Linked DNA regions of Ovis aries: all the other regions are linked to region 1. A link is a contact called in public Hi-C data. All regions are on one chromosome and are shown on one strand. Each heading gives the region's core, a stretch centred on a gene start, on an enhancer-like site or on the middle of the called end of the contact. The rest is flanking DNA. Distances are from core to core; before and after follow the strand shown. Region 1 overlaps KDM4B (lysine demethylase 4B). Region 2 holds the start of ARRDC5 (arrestin domain containing 5). Region 3 holds the start of PLIN3 (perilipin 3).

Region 1 (3,020 bases), core at 311-2,810:
CTCCCTGGACCCCATCACAATGTTTGAACTTGCCCGTGTACATGACAGTCTCCAAAAAAACGTGTTTAAGGAGGAATATTAAGGCAGAAAGTCAGCCCTCTTCAGCATCAAGTCTGCGAAGCCCCAGGGAGGTGAGGTGGCTGCAGGTCCCATCATGACGCGCTGAGTCCCACCCTGTGTCCACGCCCTCGGGGATCCTGGTGCCCAAAACAGTGCTGGGCTTGGGGAAAGAACGTACAGGTGTCCTTAATAAATAAGGGGCTCAAGGAGCGGATTAATGGGTGCCTCATGGGCCCCAAGTCCCGGGGCGGGGGTGGGGTGGGTACAGGGCAGCAGCCATGGAAAATGGCTACAGGGCCAGGGGTCACTCACCTTGGCCAGGCCCGCCCGGTGGGCCCCCTGGGACTCAATGTAGGCCACATATTTGTTGAAGTCCTTGAACTCCTCCATGGTTGGGCGGAACGTCATGATCTTACAGCTTGGGTTCTGGGCCCCATGATCCTCAGACCCCATGGCTGCGGCGGGGGGATGGCCACACCTGTGAAGAGACAGAGGACGTCAGCACCACCATTGCCAGCCGGCCCCCTGGCCCCCACAAGGGCCCAAAGCACCCTACCCAAGGACAGAGGCTGTGCAGCTGAATGGGGCCCAGGGGAGCCAGGGCTGCTTCATCTCCCACACAAAAGACCAAATGACTTCAATTAATTACAAAGAGAGATGACTCGTCCTAAGAGCCCCTGCGATGCTGGAGGCCTGAGCCCCCATTTCAAACAAGGGGCCCTGGAAATAAAAATCTTTTCATATCAGGGCCATGTCCAGATTCACTGACATTGATCATGGAGCTGGAATCCAGGGGCAGCGGCATGGGGCAGACTGGAAAAGGGAGTAAGGTCATATGTGTGTGTTTCCTGAATAGGGAAGCCCTCCTCAGGCAGGGCCACCATGGGCAAGGAGGCAAGCAGGCAAGCAGCGCCTGGGTCCCTCAAGCAATGGGCCAGCTGCTGTCAGGGAGCCCAGGCCCCAGCGACCCATGCAAGCGACCCACAGGCTGCACAAGGCAGGACCCGAAACCAGGAGAGCAGAGCCCCATCACCCCGGGCTACAGCCAAGCCTGGACCACGTGGCATAGAGGGGGAGAGTCAGTGGGGTGGGAGGACCTCCTCCAGGTGACAAGGCTGCAGGCTAGAGAGGCCCATCCTGTTTTGAGAGTCACAGGGACCAGCAGGGAGGCTGTGGCCCATTCTAGTCAGGGAGACACTTGAGGGATACACAAAGGGGGAGGGTCCCTGTTGGCAGATTAAATTCTCCGAAGAAGAGAAAACCAGACTCGCTCCAGGATGTGGACAAGGTAGGAACCCCAGTGCACGCACACCCAGAACTCAGAGGAAAACTCACCAAGCCCACACTCCCACAAAGTGAGTAGGGGCGGGGGGGGGGGGGGGGGGGTGAGAAGGGCAGGACTCCTGCCTGTCTGGAAAGTGGCAGGCGGTGTCCATTCACCAAGTCACAGCCACCAGCTCTCCAAATACACTCCCCACAGTGGGCACTAGAGGGCACCACAGGCCCAGGAACAGCCGCCAAGCCAGGCAGCTCCTTGGAACCAGGCTGGGCCCTGGGCCACCCCACGCTACACTTGGGCGTACAGGGCAGGGGCGGGGGCGGCAGGCAAGGCCCCGCTGTGACGGTCACACTCACGGCTGGCAGAACTGGTACAGGCTCTGGGGGTCCTGGCACACACAGGGTCACCACTGTATCACCAAGCGGGGAGCCCACCCTTCCTCAGGGACTGCCCCCCATCCCTGCCCCACATTGTTGGTGGGAGATGAGCCCAAGCAGGACACCTGTCTCCCCTCAAGACCAGCCTGTCCTGCGCAGGGTGGGGTGGCCCCAGGGTCCTGCCCACCCAAGCGCCCTCCACTTTCCCATCAAGGGGCGGGGATGCGAGCAGGTGGAGCTTCCTACAGCTGCACCCAGCAAGAGCCCCGGCTTCTCCACCCGCCACCGCCATGTAGGTTCAGCTCAGCAGGGAGGCGAGTGTGAGGTTTTTCCTCTTATTCGTGCCCTTTGCAATGAAGCTTTCAGTAAGTAAATATGAAAAAGAAAATTAAAACAGTTTATAATCCCAATACTCCATAACCCGTGGCACGTTTCTTTAAAGGAGGGCAAATGAAAATCAAACACGTGCTTACTTAAAAAGATAACAAAAGGAATCTGACTGAAATCCAGCCCTGGGCCAACCTTCTGGGAACACAGGGGGACCGAGGACCCCCCATGAGGGAACTCACAGAACAGTCCAGAAAGACGGACACACTCTTGACCAGACCATGCCGTGGCAAGACAAGCGGGGTTCTAACGACTCAGTCGTGAACAGACAAGCAGCACAATTAAACAGTGGGCAAAGGACTCGAACAGACATTTTTCCAAAGAGACACAGATGGCCAATAAGCGCATGGAAAGATGCTCGAGGCGGTCAGCCACCAGGGAAAAGCAAATGGAAACCACAGAGAGATACACCTTGCCCTCAGCAGCCAGAGTGAGAAAGCAGGTAATGACAAGGGCAGGCGAGGAGGCGCAGAAACAGGAAGCCCGACTCCCAGCTGGCCTGCCGCTGGGGAAAACAGCCCGGCAGTTCCCCGAAGTTAAATGTGGCACTGACCGCACAAGTCAGCAATCCTACCACTAAGTACCCACCCAAGAAACATCTGTCCACACAAAAACTTATACACAGATGTCCACAGCAGCACGACTCACAGCAGCCAAAAGTTGGAAGCACCTCGAGTGTCCATCAGCAAATGAAGGTACACAAACCAAGCCCCTCCACTCAGCGGCACGTTGGGAGCGTGGCTCAGCCACGGAATGAAAGGAAGCCCTGACACCTGCCACAGTGGGATGGAGCAGACCCAGAAGGGCCCCAGAGGCCAAGGTCGGGTTTCTGTAGGGAGCGATGGAAACGTTCCCCAGTCAACTGTGGCAACGGCTGCAGGACTCTGAACACACACGTCAAAATTATATATTTTAAA
Region 2 (2,724 bases), core at 12-2,511, 73 kb after region 1:
GTCTCCAGCTGCGGGGAGGGTGTTAGAGGGAGAAGGAAGGAAGGGACCTTCCCTCCTGTAGCCAGAAGGACAGGTCTCAGCAAGGGGCTGTCCAATTTACCGCATGACTCTGTCCTTTGGGAAAAGGGGCAGACCTTCAGAGAAGGCCCAGCAGGGCAGGGCCATCTGGCGGGGCACTGCGACAAGAGTGACCCTCAGAAGGCCACTCCCAGGATGCCATTTCACCTGATCCTTCAGACAGCCCTCCTATAGTAAATCACCGATTAAATAATTAGTTCTCGTCTCAGCTGGGAGCAACTTTGCCCCCAGGGGGTAATTGGCAATGTCTGGGGACCCTGTGGACTTTATGACTCGGGGGGGATAAGGGGGTGCTCCTGGCTTCAAGTGAGCGGGACCGAGATGCTGCTCCACTCCGCATACTGCTGGGGGATGAATCCCCCATGGAGGACGATCAGGCCCTGACGTCAGCAGTGCCCAAGGGGAGGTCCTGCACTAAATGATTTATCGCCCCTTTACTGTGAACCAGGAGGGAAGCTCAGCCCCCACCGCGCATCCGTGACCTCACTGAATCCCACCAAGTACATGTTGTGAGCCCACAGTTAGCCGCATCTGACTGCACAGCACAGACTGTCCCCGGCCAGAAAAACTGGTGAGGCACTTGGGACAATTAGGCCCAAGCATTGCGCCTGAGCACCATTAGCAGCACCATCAATGACAGCTATTGTGATTTTTCTGGGCAGCCAAAAAAAAAGACAAAGAAAGAAGCACCAGACGCCTCTCACCCTTGCCCAGGCTGGGCCAGCCGCCCGGGGTCCCTTCCCCCATCCAGCTCTCTGCATTTCCGCCAATCAAACGACATAACCGCCAACCTATTCAGCCTAAGCTAGCTCGCCACGGGACCCTCCCATATCCTGAAGACAGACTCTGCTTGGTTCTGCTTTATTGGCTCGAGTGACCTTACCGCAGACTTGGGACTGCATGCAACGCCCTGTTTCTTTAAAAAAAAGCGGGGGAGGGAAGGAATCTCGGACACTCTCTAGAACGTTCTATTAAAACAACAGCTCTCTCACACCCGCTGGAGGCTGCACGGCCTCCTACGGTGATTAGCCCAGTCTGTTTGCAGACCTAACTTGCTTCAAGGTGTCTTTGTGCCCCACTCGCCTGGCACTGTCCACACCTCCCTGAGACCGGGCCACTTCCTGGTCGCGCAACCCTGGGGAAATTGCATCACTCTGAGGCCTGGCTTCCTCACCCGGAAGACAGAACTGACTACGCATTGGCCCAGTTGAGCATGGGGAAAGGGATGAACAGCGGTTAGAGGAGGTTACTCAGGAACAAGGAACCTTCTGAGATCTTCAAAAGCGGCACTATGAGAAGACAGACAGACAAACAAACCTAAGGATTAAAGGTACACTGCTTATCATCAGGCTTTAAAACTCACACAGGCAATACCAAGACTTTGGTATGGATCAGTTGCCATGTTGCCCATGCAGGAAGAGAGGGGTTTGGTTACACGAATGTACGCATTGGTCAACATGCCAAACCATCTGCTTAGGATGTATTTCTCACTGTATGCAAATTTCCTCAGAAGAAACAGGAGCTACAAACAAACACTGTACTTAAGGACTGGCCGGCTGGAGGGTCTACTGGTGACATGAACTGGAACTTTCTCTGCAATGCATCTCCCAAAATAAGATGGGCTGGTGGACGGACAGAGGCAAAGACAGCTGTGTGATGTCAGCGATAAAAGCCACGGGTAGGTGTTTAGGCGTTCATGGCTCTTTCGACTTCTCTGCATGTTTTTGAATGTAAAAATTAAAGTGCATGGCGCCCAAGCCCACAGCAGGCATTCAGAAATAGTCACTGCCTTCAATGTAAGGATTCGATCCTATCTGCCTTTGCATGATGCCACGAACTGTTTAGCCCGTGCCCATGGGAGGTCTTCAGAAATTCAGCAGAAGGACCTTTTGCTGAACACAAAGACTGGGGGGCAAACTGTAATTAGTATGGACGTCCCCAAAAATGAGCCTCTGTTGGAGGTAGCAGCAAAGAGGCTCCGCTCCCCAGAGACCGCATCCCAGGGAAGCGCCACTCCCAGCCCTGCCTTTTCTCCAGCCGCACAGTGCACATGACCACAGTGAGTAAGTTCCCCAGCTTCCCTTCCCCAAGCGGGGCACGTTAACTCAGATTGTTAAGACATTCGAGTCCTCATATCTCCCACAGGAAGGAGGCGAGAGGTCTCAGAGGGCTCCTTGAGCCCAAGAAATTAATCATCAGGTCTCATTTCCAGGAGACAGGCAGGATCCTCCCAGCCCCTAAAAAAAAAAAAAAAAAAAAAAAAACTCCTGGCCAGGCGGACAGCATCTATTTTTCAATTTAAACACCAGATGGCGGCAGCATCCAGTTTAAGACATGACAACAACAAAGTCAGAGCCCAAAGGAACACTTTTATTCCTGGGTAGTCTCTATACCGAGGTCACCGAGGTCCCTACAGGCCACTCGCCTTCCAAGGTGGCCCCAGCAGACAGGAAGGACACTTTCCGTGGGACCATCTTCTCCCACTCAGGGACACCCCAACATAGCCTGGCCTGCGGTCCCCTCTGAAGACACCAAGAATGAAAACTCCCAGGGGTGTCACTAGAGAAAGCATCTCCAAAGTGGGCAGCTGATAAAGCCAAGGGGTGGGGGGCATTTTCAAGGGCTACAGGGGGCTGTGGTGGGGAA
Region 3 (3,065 bases), core at 30-2,529, 110 kb after region 1:
GTTTCAGCTTTAGCATCATTCCTTCCAAAGAAATCCCAGGGCTGATCTCCTTCAGAGTGGACTGGTTGGATCTCCTTGCAGTCCAAGGGACTCTCAAGAGTCTTCTCCAACACCACAGTTCAAAAGCATCAATTCTTTGGCACTCGGCTTTCTTTATAGTCCAACTCTCACATCCATACATGGCCACTGGAAAAACCGTAGCCTTGACTAGATGGACCTTTGCTGGCAAAGTAATGTCTCTGCTTTTGAATATGCTGTCTAGGTTGGTCATAACTTTTCTTCCAAGGAGTAAGCGTCTTTTAATTTCATGGCTGCAATCACCATCTACGGTGATTTTGGAGCCCCCCAAAATAAAGTCTGACACTTGTGTCCACTGTTTTCCCATCTATTTCCCATGAAGTGATGGAACCAGATGCCATGATCTTAGTTTTCTGAATGTTGAGCTTTAAGCCAACTTTTTCACTCTCCACTTTCACTTTCATCAAGAGGCTTTTGAGTTCCTCTTCACTTTCTGCCATGAGGGTGGTGTCATCTGCATATCTGAGGTGATTGATACTTCTCCCAGCAATCTTGATTTAAGCTTGTGCTTCTTCCAGTCCAGCGTTTCTCATGATAGAAGTTTCTCTGCATAGAAGTTAAATAAGCAGGGTGACAGTAGACAGCCTTGACGTACTCCTTTTCCTATTTGGAACCAGTCTGTTGTTCCATGTTCAGTTCTAACTGTTGCTTCCCGACCTGCATACAGATTTCTCAAGAGGCAGGTCAGGTGGTCTGGTATTCCCTCGGCTTACTCAGCTGTAAAATGAGGTGATAAAGGGACACCAAGTGTTGTGAGGACTGAGTGGCACGATACAGGTCAGGGCAAGTTGCTCATAATGCTAGATGGGGCCGGCTCCATCACCCTTGTTCGGAGGGGTCGGGATGGAGTGGTGGCGCCTGACAGAAGGAGGCCTCACGCAATGATCTCTGAGTTCTCACAGCCTCGATTGGGTAAGGAAAGGGGACCCTAGGATCATCTCCCATCGCCCAGTTCCCAGGGTCCCAGACGGGGAAGGGGCTCTCCTGGGCTGGCTCCGGGGTCGTACGGGTGTTGCCAGCTGGGTGTACAGTTGGGAGGGCGCCCTAGTTCAGCCTTTCCTGGACTTCACTTGTGGCTCCAACGTCCCAAGCCGGGCGAGGGGCGTGGCCTGGCGGCAGGCGGCTCCCAACAAGATTGGTCCTCCGACCCGTCACTCCCGGGCGCCCGCCCCCAAATATAAACGCTGGTCTTGGTCCGGCCCAGGACGGTTTTGGAGCTGGCTTTGAAGTAGTGGCGGCTGTGCCCTGGACGTCCCGCTGACCGCGGTGAGAGGCCAGGGGCCCCGATTGAGGTGGGGGCAGGGTCCGCTGAGTCCTGGGGTGCCCTAAGGGAGGTAGGGACAGGGAGGGCCTTCCTGGGGACTCTGCTTGTCTCCGCGGCCTGGAGAGGGGTCAGCCTGGACTGAGCACTCTTCCCTCCTCAGAGAAATTAAACTTCTGGAACAGGCTTCGACGTTCAGACTTTCTTCTCTCAATATCTAGGACTTTGGCGGGGGGGGAGGTGCACGAAAGAACACCCTAGAAGTGGCAGCATGGGGCGGGGGTCCAAGTTCCCCGTCCCAAACCACATCCTCCTGCATTGCTGACGCACTTTGGAGACAAGCCGTAGCCCATTCCGCGTAGAAATTCCCCCCCAACCCCGACCAGGGGAGCAATCCCTCTGCCTAGCAAAGCCCCTTCCTCTCCAAATGGTTTTGCCGCCTGGGGACTTGGCCCCTCCCTTGCCCTCCTTCTGGCACCCCAGCTGACTCTGGGAGGGTCTGGGGCCAATCCCGCCCCCTTTTCCTGAGTGGTGTGGCCAGTGGATTGCACAAAGTGGCGGTGGGAAGGCCTACCCTTTATCTGAGTCCTTGGGACGTTTGTAAAACCAGAGCCAAGGCTTGGGTTCCTTCTCGGGAGAACTCTGGAAGTTGGATCTTAGCATATCCTGGCTGCAGTTGGACAGCTGCGTGACTCCAGTTTCAGCCAGTTCTTGCTCTCACAGCTGAGGCCCGCTGCAGGCAGGTTGCTGACCCCCAAGGACTTTTATGGGGCAGGGGGGTGTGATATCTGCAATGGCCGTCCTTGGTTAAACCGATTCCAGAGGGACTGGATGTACAAAACGGATGGGAGGGAGGACCTGTGTGCCGTCCAGCTGAACTCAGACTCTGGGGAGGATGAGGGGGAGAACAGGAGTCAGGTGATGATCACCCGGGTGGATGTGCCTTCTCTCCCCACTTCCCCTGTGGGGGACCTTTGTACCAAGCAGAAGCTCAATCCTGGCTGGTTTCACCAGTTTCTGTGTGGAAGACAGAGTGGTGTGAAATGGATCCGTTTCCTGAGCGCCTGCTACATGCCAGGTCCCAAGCTAAGTGCGCACGCGCAATCTCTCCTCCAATCCGCAGGGACTCTGTGCTAGGAATGGTTACCTCCATTTCATAGATGTGGGAAGTGAGGCTCCAAGAACGGGTGTTGCCTTCCTAAGCTCCCACAGCCAGCAAGTTGCAGAGCTGGGATTAGAACCCAGTTTGGACACCAGAACTGGTGCTCTCAAAACATGGGTTTGCCGGGTTCCACTCTTGTGTGTGCACGCTAAGTCGCTTCAGTCACGTCCAACTCTTTGTGACCCCATGGACTGTAGCCTGTCAGGCTCCTCCCTCCATGGGATTCTCCAGGCAGGAATACTGGAGTGGGCTGCCATTTCCTTCTCCAGGGGATCTTCCCGACCCAGGGTTCGAACCCTCCTCTCTCATGTCTCCTGCCTTGGCAGGCAGGGTCTTTACCTACTTCCCAGGTTCTGAGAAGCCTGGGTTCCACTTCGGGAATGGCAAACACAATGTCTGGAAGAAAATGCTCAGACTCGAGGTCAGGGGTTCACCAGAGGCTTCTAGAATGACCCTGGGGGTCATTCATTGTGAGGGGACTTCTCTGGCCGTCCAGTGGTTAAGACTCTGAGCTTCCACTGCAGGTGGGGCACAGGTTTGATCCCTGGTCAGGGAACATGCCAT

The links. Hi-C and Micro-C count contacts between places; a contact is called where the count stands out from the background.
Region 2: a contact with region 1 is called in a Hi-C map of hypothalamus, with 4 times the contacts expected there. The contact joins the promoter of ARRDC5 here to the enhancer-like site in region 1. A contact is called at or near these places in 4 of 16 Hi-C or Micro-C datasets (blood, hypothalamus, muscle and 1 more).
Region 3: a Hi-C map of muscle shows a contact between it and region 1, with 5 times the contacts expected there. The contact joins the promoter of PLIN3 here to the enhancer-like site in region 1. A contact is called at or near these places in 10 of 16 Hi-C or Micro-C datasets (blood, hypothalamus, liver and 4 more).

Annotation. Positions count from the first base shown.
Region 1 is chr5:16,996,486-16,999,505 of ARS-UI_Ramb_v3.0, forward strand. KDM4B (lysine demethylase 4B) reads right to left here. Exons shown (of 23, transcript XM_042250113.1): 2 at 373-538. The coding sequence starts at 513. Among named protein-coding and RNA genes, the nearest start is that of KDM4B, 34 kb to the right of the region's middle. Within about 2 kb of position 1,561, at least 13 of the 54 cell types and tissues checked have an H3K27ac peak or open chromatin away from gene starts, as enhancers often do. A contact at or near this core is called in hypothalamus and muscle, where this site is marked.
Region 2 is chr5:17,069,938-17,072,661 of ARS-UI_Ramb_v3.0, forward strand. It overlaps ARRDC5 (arrestin domain containing 5), which reads left to right and starts at 1,262. Exons shown (of 5, transcript XM_015095879.4): 1 at 1,262-1,756. The region is part of intron 2 of UHRF1 (ubiquitin like with PHD and ring finger domains 1); the gene reads right to left.
Region 3 is chr5:17,108,594-17,111,658 of ARS-UI_Ramb_v3.0, forward strand. It overlaps PLIN3 (perilipin 3), which reads left to right and starts at 1,280. Exons shown (of 7, transcript XM_042250118.1): 1 at 1,280-1,344.